2 separate regions of the Ovis aries genome follow, and region 1 is linked to region 2. The links are chromatin contacts, called in public Hi-C maps. All regions are on one chromosome and are shown on one strand. Each heading gives the region's core, a stretch centred on a gene start, on an enhancer-like site or on the middle of the called end of the contact. The rest is flanking DNA. Distances are from core to core; before and after follow the strand shown. Region 1 holds the start of KLF12 (KLF transcription factor 12). Region 2 overlaps KLF12 (KLF transcription factor 12).

Region 1 (4,522 bases), core at 599-3,098, 63 kb before region 2:
CATCCACGTCTAAGAATGTGGCCTTCCATCACCTTCCTGCTCCCTATGCTTTCCTAGTCTAAGGATGCTTCGCTCAAGGACTGGGGTACAATTATTCAGCCACTTTCACTTACTGGCTCTTGGAAATCCTAAAACCAGGACAGACCCCCCGCTCTCATGTGTCTCAGACGCAGGCCCACTGGAGAAGTAGAAGGGGACTGTGGAATCATCGTCCGGGCTGGACCGCCTTGCCTAATTCTCACATACAGGAGGAGGCAGGAGGCATGGAACACAAGCAGGCGGTGCGCTGCCTTTGTTTTCATGAATAACGCACACAGGGCCTCTAGAAGTGTTTGGAAAACCGCCACACGAAATGTAGAACTGGGCTTTTTCCTGGCTCGAATGCGTCCTTTCGGTCTCATTTCCTGTTTCTCGGCCTCTGTCTCGTTTCTCTTCCCACCCCTACTTCGTGCCACATTTGCAAATCTTTCTCTCCTTAATATAAACTTCCCCTTCGAGGCCTTCCCACTGCCGAGGTGGTTTCCCACGCAGGGCGGGCTCGGGGGCGCCGTGCCGGGGTGTCCGGCCACTCGGGCGCCCCAGCGCGCTTACCCAGCTTTGCAAGAAAGTGGCGCACGCGATCGCCGCCGCGCCCGCTCCGCTCCCAGCGCGCCCGCTTCCGTCCGCTCGCCGCCCTGCCCCCGCCGACCCTTCGCAGCCGCGCTGACCCCGCGCCCTCTGGGCCGCCGCGGGAGAGCCGGGCCGCGCTGCCCGCCTCCCCTCTCTCCCGCCCCAGAATCTCGTCGATCCGCTCTCCGGGGCGCGGAAGCGGCGAAGGAGGGAGGGACCCTCGGGAAGGGCGTCAAGGACTCAGCTCCGGGCTGCTCGCTTCTCGGGGCTCCCTTCTGGGGAGCGAGGAGGGGAGGGCCGGACTCCGCTCTCCCGCAGCCCCTTGGCCGGTATCTACAGCTCCCGCTTCCTGCCCAAATTCCGAGCGAGGGCGGGCATCCCATCTCCCGGGGCTCCGGAACCGGGCGTGCGGCTCCGCCTCGCCCCCATTCATCCCGCCAAGGTGAAGCGCTGCGCGGGAGGACGCCCTCGCCTCGCCCGCAACTTGCGTCGCTCGAGAACCCAAACAATGATTTCCCCACCGCCTTCCGCACCCGGCCCTGCGCGCGCCCCACCTCCGCGTGCGCCCCCGCGCCCAGGGCACCTCCCGCCCGTTCGCCCCGGCCGGGACCCCATTGTTGCCCGGCGCGGGCGATGCCCGGAGCCACGGGGGCGGTCCCCGCGAGCGGTCCCGAGCCGCCGCCGGCCGCTGGAGCCGGCTCCGCCCACACCTTTCCAAGTTAGCTGGTGGGTGAGCCGCGGGGACGGCTCGGGCGCCCGGCCCCCTCCCCGCACGTTTCCACCCGGGCGGGAGGGGAGCGGCGGGGGCGGAGGAGGGGTGGGCCGAGCGGGCTCCGCGCTTTATTTGTCTCCAAATTCCCTTCCTAAGGCAGCCTAGCGCGCTCTGGCACAAAAGAGGGGACTTTCTGGCGGCTCCGCGCGAGTCCGCTCCCGAGGAGTTGAAATCGGGGGCTCCTCCCGCGGGCCCCTCGCGCCCCGCGGCTCCCAAGGCAGTGTTGGCCATGTGTGGGTTATTTTGGGTGCCGCAGCAAGGTGGTGCAGGTGATCGCGAAGCGCGGCCGAGGCCGGGGGGCGGGGGCAGGGGTGGGGCGGGGTGGGGCGGGGTGGAGGCTCCGCGGACCCACCCCCCAAGCCGGCGGCCCGGGCGGCGAGGCGAGGGCCGGGCAGTGGGTGTTGCCTTCTACCTCTGCGAGCGGGGAGGGGTTAGTTTCCCACAGGGGATTTCAACCATCACACTCAGAGCCCGCCTCCTAATCCTCGGGCGGAGCGGCTCGGGGGCCCCATTTTATGGCAATAAAGCGACTTAGCGCCTGCTGAGCGAGCCCCTCCCCGCCGCCGCCCCCGCCCTCGGCCCCACCCCGGGGCTCGCCCGCAGCGGCGGGGCTTTGTTTCTGGGGAGGAGGACCCGGAGCTCTTTTGTTTGGGGGTTTGGTGTTTTCACCACCCGCCCCCCCAACTCACCCCACCCTACCCCACCCTTCCCCACCCCATCCCCCCGCGCCTCTCCGGTTTCCTGAGCTGCGGGCTGCAAGGGAGGAGAAGCGGCGTCTTGCAACCCCCTCGGCTGGGCCCCGGGGTAATTCGATGCGGGCCTGGCGAGGCTCCCCACGCTAGACCCGGGCTCGCGTCTCGGCAGCCTCCACCCACCGGCCCACCCTACATTTAGCGCATCATGTGATCCGGGTAAGTCATTTGCAAGTACAACAGTTCCCTGGGTTGCCCCCCATTCATTTCCTGAGAACTGCAGAGAGCAGCTGAGAGGCTCTGCCCGTGCGTGTGCGAGTGTGCGTGTGAGTGTGCGCGGGTGACGCCGTGTGTGTGTGTGTGTGTGAGCGTGAGTGTGTGCGCGCGCGCGTGTGAGAGCGAGAGAAAGGGAGAGAGAGAGAGGGGGACTCTGGGTGAGGGAAAGAAAACAATTTCTCCTGCTCTGCAGCTTCTGTTCAGGTCTGTGCCGATTCTGTTTCTTATCAAAATAAACAACCCCCTCCTCTTTTTTTTTTTTTTTTCCTGGTGCCATCCCAGATCAGACCGTAGTCTCTTAATGTGTTTTATTTTTCTTCTGTCATCTGCTCAAGTTAAGTCATTTTGGTTGGTCTGTGTTCTTAAAGGGGGAAAGTGTTGGGAAGCGGGGCGGCGGGGGGGCGAGAGGGAGGGCGACGCTTTTGCAAAGCAAGTAGCGTCGGTTGGATTCGTGGAGAAGAAAGGAGATTTCTCCCCCCCACCCCATTTTTTTAAAAAGAACTTATCAAGTAGCTTGAATTAAGCAATATTTTTCTATCCCTAGTGGAATTGTTGTTTGCAGTGTTTGCCTGACAGTTGCCAAGGATGGGAAATAAAACACCAGGGCTGAATTGGGGGTTGGGGGGGGGGAGCTTGTGGAAGTAGTTTGCCCCCAGGAATAGAGCGAGTTGGGTGACGAGCTGCCCCACCGGGCCGTGTGGGCTGTGGGTGTGCACTGGAGAGAGCGGAGGGGAAGGGGTTAAAGCGGAGATGACACTGCTGGCATGAATAGTGGTCCCGGTGCCACATTCATTATTGTCTCTGGTCGTAATGATGTGTAACTGTCACTTGCTACAGTGCCTGGTCTGTGGAAGTAGCCGGGGGGCTGACCCGAGGCTGTTATTTTCAATTACGGGGGACCTGGCCGGAGTTGACAAGGGGCAACTTTGCAGGGCCACCCGGGCGGGAAGCCCGCGGAGCCGGCCTGGGAGCCACTTCTTGCCTTTAGAGGAGGACTCGTACTTGACCTCCGCGACATTAGTTGGTGTTCGCGTTAGATGCTTCCCTACAGGAAGAGTCAGTCCTGCTTTTCTTGGGCAAAGAACTGCCTGTTAGAACTTTGAAAACTTTTATCTTTGGGGAAAAGGGTGGGGTGCACTCAACAGTTCAGTTTCGAAGTGCATTTGGGGCAAAAGCTTGGAAAAAGTACCAATTCCTTTGTTACATGCCCTGCAGCTTCCCAACCCCCTTCACCCTGCGCTTCGAGTTTTGCATACTTTAATAGTAATAGCCTTAATTCAGCTGGTAAAAGCTGACTGTGTTGAGTTAGAGAGTATTAGTACAACGGAATGTGTAATCTGGATAAACAGTTCGCGTGGTTAATATTGTCAGCTCTCTAATTTAACTGTACGGATGGTTTAAGTGTCGCGCTGTATGGATTGTTTTAGGCAATTCCACTGGCTAATGGAATCCTCAGCCGAGCCCTCGGATGTTTTGTTTTAAATCAGCTTTAATATTCTCTCAGTTTCCCTGAAACACCAGGGAGAGGAGCAGCTCTATTTACATTTGGTGCATGTGCGTCTAGTGGCTTCGGTAGACATCTGCCAATCAACGGACGTCATTCTGCAAATCCACCTAGACGCCTCCATGCCCTCTTCCTACTGGAGGATAGAGTTGTTCAGCTAAGTAAATGCCTTGAAATGAATTTGGTGGTTTTTAACGGGCAGCGGCTTGTGATGGGGGAATAGGAGTGGTCGCTTCGAAGGCTGGGTGTATTCCTTCTTCTAAGAAAGGCTTTTTGAAATTGGCATTCAGCAAAAACAGTGACCCCTCACCTAAAAAATAAAATAGGCTGGGAGTGCTATTTGTAAACCTCATTCATTTTTGTTTACATTTTTTTAAAAACCACATAGAAATGGGTTATGATAAAGGGATATACTTTTCGGCTACAAAATGTTTAACTTTAGCAGCTTAGAAATGAGATGTTGAAGGACAAACATTCGGTTGCATAAGTTGTATCTTTATGGCTGCAGCCTGGTCGATTGGATTAGGTTAAACTCCTTTGAGTTGGGAGAGGGTTTTGAGCATACCAGAATTGACAGGAATCTGTAATGTAATAAGGAAAGGGGTTTTTTATTTTATCTTCTAATTCATAATTACTATGAAATACACTAAAGCTGGTAAAAGTTGGGAT
Region 2 (4,685 bases), core at 691-3,190:
TTCCGTATCAGTTGTACCATTTTACAAACAGTGCAGGGTTTCAATTTTTCCACATCCTTGCCAAAACTTTATTTTATTATTATTATTATTTGGATAGTAGCTATCCTAATGAGTGTGAGGTGTTAGGAAGTCTTTTAAAAGCTCACTGGTGATTCTGATGGTAGAGTAAATGTGTAAACCACTATTTCAGCAAACCTTTGTGTTTCAGGTACTATAACCATGCCAGCTTTAGGAATCATTAGAGTATAGAAAATTTTCTCACTTAGTTCATTGAGAAAAGACTGTGTTTTTTCAAAAATATTGGCTGGGTTGCATTTAGGTACTTTCTAGTTTAAGATTTTCATTGTTTTGTGATTGTGTTTTACATACTGTTTTTTTTTTTCCTTATGAAGATATTTTTATTGTCATTTTTAATTGTGATAAAATGCACATAAAGCTTACCATCTTTTGTTTAGTTCTGGGCATCAAGGATATTTAGATTTTGTGCAGTTCTCACCACTATCTTCAGAACTTTTTTCAAAACTAAAACTTTGTACCCATAAACAATAATTCTCTTCTCCTCCTAGTCCCTGGCAACTGCCATTCTACTTTCTGTTTTTGAATTTGACTACTCTTGGTGTCTCCTATAAGCGAAATCATAGTTTATTTTTTGTGTGTGTGGCTGGCCTGTTTCAAATTTAAAAAATTTGAAAATATTTTGTTGCAGCATTTAAAATATGTTTATTTAATGGACATTTACTGAGTACTTTGGGAATAGAATGCCATATATCTAGACACTCTCTCCCCCAAGTTGTCCTTTACACACTTTAAACATCTCTCAAGGCAAGTTAGTACTATATACTAGTTTAATTGACAGTTTTTTTTCTTACACATAAAATAGCTGTATATTTTACAATCAATTGGAATTTGTATCCAGTGATGGTGCCTGCATGCTAAGTTGCTTCAGTGCTGTCTGACTCTTTGAGATCCTATGGACTGTAGCCCGCCAGGCTTCTCTGCCCATGGGATTCTCCAGGCTGGAATACTGCAGTGGGTTGCCATGCCTTCCTCCAGGGAATCTTCCAGACCCAGGAATCAAACCCACATCTCTTATGTCTCCTGTATTGGCAGGCGGGTTAGGATAGATCATTTCCATAAGGAAAAATAATTACCTAGAAAACATTAATTTAGGGATGCCCTTATGATTCCGAGTAAATGTTTTCATTTAAAGAACAGAAAAGCTATTTGGTATCATTAATCAGTACATGCGAATCATTACTCTGAATGATTATGCTTCATTTATTTTGTGTCAGAATGTTTTCCATACAATAATAGAGAATAAAAGTGCATCGTTAATTACAGGAGAGCAGCTCACACATGTGTGTTGTGTGTATTTCCGTATCATCACACAGTGAGGGAAATTTAATACGAGAAATTATCCTTACAGAAGAGTTGATGATTCAATTAAGTAATAGTATTACATTTATGACCATTTATAATTATGCCTTATAATGGTTTTCAGTAATGTTTCCAAAAGTTTTTAGAAACATTTCTATATATTTGTGTTTTCTAATTCTAAATGAAAAAGCCTCTTTAACAATATGGCTTTTATCTTTGGGGGATACCAATTACATGTGTTAGAGATAAGTGTAACTTTTTTTTTTTTTTTTTGGAATGGAGGCAATTAATTTGCAGAGCTTCACTGTGGTGGGATTTCTGAAAGAGAAGACTAATTCTTGTAGAAAGTTACAGTTCTGTGCATGGAATTTTGGACTTATTCCTTTACCATAAAGATGGACCCTTCCTGATAAGAACTGCTGTGACAGTCTGCCCTTGTGGTTATCATAACTCCTCTGTCCTTCAGTAACGTTCCTTTTAGCTCTTCCCCTTTCCCCTAGCTGTCTGGACTCTTGTCAAAAAACCACAGAACAAACAAACAGAACCCACTTGCAGTATATAATCGCACTATTATAAAAGCACACAGTATTGTCCTGGGTCCAAAAGGCAGCTGAAGGAAGCAAGCCCCCAGTTTGTTTCACCAGCTGCATTTATTTTCAGAGTAGAGGACTTTATAGGTCAATAACTGCTTAAAAGACGTATGTCTCTCTTTTAGAGATGAGAAATTACATAGACAAGAAAAACTTAGGCAGTTTAAATGATGCTACAGGAAAAAGTGGGTGGAGAACAGAATTGGAGAGATTCTTGGAGAAAGTCATAGTCTTTCTCTGAACTCTGTCCTCTCTCTTTTTTTGTAAGAAAGCCAAAATCATTTCAACACTGTTTGTTCAAGCACCAAACAATTTTCAGATGGTTTCTTAAATATTGCTTTTTAGCTTATTCTTACAAGGAGTTTCTGACTTACAATTTTTAAGGAAACTTTGAGTAATTTGTCTTAGAAAACTCATCCTAGTCAGAGCTAGGATTTGAGTCTTCTGATGTTTAGGCCTGTTTCATTTGCAAACATCACACTTAGTGATTCACTAATAACTTCATTACATTTCACTCCCTGCCTCCCAGTTATGATATCATTAATTTCAGTATTGCAGTGTTAACTTAGAGTTAAAATTTTTTGCTCTAGGCTCTGGTTTTTAAAAGCTGTTGAAGCCAAAATTCTTTCAGTATGGAATGTACCTTTGATTTTAGGAAAATATGAAAAAAGAAAATAAGATTTATACTAATATTTTGTATAACACCCATAGTCTATATAAAACTATGAAAAAAACATTTTTAATATAACTGAGAAAATAAACCTACTTATTTCTCTTTTTTTAAAGGAGATTTATTGAGCTAGAATTCACATACCGTATAATTCACCTATTTAAAGTATACAACTCAGTGGTATTTAGCATATTCAGAGTTGTGCAACAATAACCACAATTAATTTTAGAACACAGAAAACCTACTTTTAAAAGTAGAAGTGTTCAGGGACATACGGGTGGTTTTCAGTGTTTGGCTGTTATGAATAGAGCTGCTTTTAAAAGTATACGTAAAAAGTAATCTTTAAATTAATGTCAGAATCGTATGTTTGAAATCCTTTAATTATATGGTAATTATTTCTCAGCTATTTAGTTTTTTTTTTTTTGCCAGTGTGCTGAGGTGAAAAACTTTACTATATGCCCAGCCTTAAAAAAAATTTTTTTTTCATTATTTCTCTGACTTAAGGTTCTCTATTCCTGTTTTTGTAAGGTTTTGGTCAGGAAGGTGAAATGAACAATGTTTGCTTAAACAAATGCCTTTCATATTTTACTGTAGGAGCTCTAAACATACACATGGTTAGATTTCTGTTTTAGTTTATCATTCCCAGTGGGTCCCAAGCCGAAAACCTTATGTAGCATTATTTATTGGGCAGTAGTTCTCAATAATGAATACAGCTTAGAATCACATGAGTGTAAAAAATACTAGTATGTTTATTCCTCAGATATTGTGATTTAATTGATAATTTTGGCATGGTACCCAGGTGCCAGTAGCTGGCAAGTTTTAAGTTTCCCATGAGATTTTCATGTGTGGCCAGGATTAAAACATATTTTAGACTTATGCTATCAAAAACATTTTTAAAAAACAATTTCCCTTTTGTCTGTCTGTCTGAAGCCTGTGAAAAAGAACTGATTCAATCAAGGCTAGATTAAAATGTTGGAGGGGGACCCTGATTAAATCACTAGGTAACACCTTTGAAGCTCATACCCTCCGCACTTAGCAGATGTCTGCTTTGTGGAAGTTCCTTCCTTCTTTCCTTTGACATTTATTAAGTGCCTACTGTCTGTTCCAGCACTCTTTTATACCCTGAGGATATAAATACAATTTGGAGTCCTTCTTACATTTGAGTTGGCAAAAGATGCATAATAAATATTTGTTGAATTGAATAGAATCACAGCTGAGCCCTCTTGGCGTACTGCTATGCAGTGCCTCAGATCCTTTGTAGAAATTATGCCTTTTTGATATCCAGGAACATTCCAAGCATTGTTTGTGATTTCCTCATTTCTCTGCTCAGGGACACCCCAAAATCTAGCCAGGCTTGAGTCATCTGGATAGAGTTGGTTAGGACCGGTGATTGAGGTCTCACTTCTCCATGTATCACAAACACCTGGGTCCTACCGGCAACTGAGTTTTAGGTTTTCTCAACGTCGAGTCAGATGACAGAGAAGAGGAAGATGGGGCTGTAAATGAGAGGTGTGTGTCTCTAAAGGACTTGGTCTTAGAAGGCAGCCTTGCACTCAGTCCCATGGTGCATTTCCTTCCTGAGAGCAGGAAAAGGGGAAGCGTGGTATGTTTCTGTAGTTGTTAATACATGCTTACTGTGTTGATCATCTCTTCTGTGATTCCCTATAGTTGCTACGCTATTTTAGAGTTGACTTTACTTATGGAAAAAAGAGTGCTTAGAACAAAACAATGAAATGTCCCTGTGTGTGCATGTGAGCCCAGGCTGTGTTACATGTATGCAGGCACGCTCACACATACCCTTAAACATATATTTAAGAGTGAGAAAACAGTAGCAGGGTGCTTCCCAGGTGGCCCAGGCAAAGGGCCTGCCTGTAATGCAGGAGGTGTGGGTTCAGCCCCTAGGTCGGGACGATCTCCTGCAGAAGGAAATGGCAACCCACTCCAGTATTCTTGCCTGGAGAATCCCGTGGACAGAGGGGCCTGACGGGCTACAGCCCACTGGTCTCAAAGACTCGGACATGACTTAGTGACTAACCAACAACCATCAT

Evidence for each region. Hi-C and Micro-C count contacts between places; a contact is called where the count stands out from the background.
Region 1: a contact with region 2 is called in a Hi-C map of hypothalamus, with 4 times the contacts expected there. The contact joins the promoter of KLF12 here to the enhancer-like site in region 2. A contact is called at or near these places in 2 of 16 Hi-C or Micro-C datasets (hypothalamus and tail adipose tissue).

What each region holds. Positions count from the first base shown.
Region 1 is chr10:49,623,114-49,627,635 of ARS-UI_Ramb_v3.0, reverse strand. KLF12 (KLF transcription factor 12) reads left to right here and starts at 1,848. Exons shown (of 10, transcript XM_060394530.1): 1 at 1,848-4,522.
Region 2 is chr10:49,560,341-49,565,025 of ARS-UI_Ramb_v3.0, reverse strand. It overlaps KLF12 (KLF transcription factor 12), which reads left to right. Exons shown (of 10, transcript XM_060394530.1): 2 at 1-4,685. Among named protein-coding and RNA genes, the nearest start is that of KLF12, 63 kb to the left of the region's middle. Within about 2 kb of position 1,940, at least 8 of the 54 cell types and tissues checked have an H3K27ac peak or open chromatin away from gene starts, as enhancers often do. A contact at or near this core is called in hypothalamus, where this site is marked.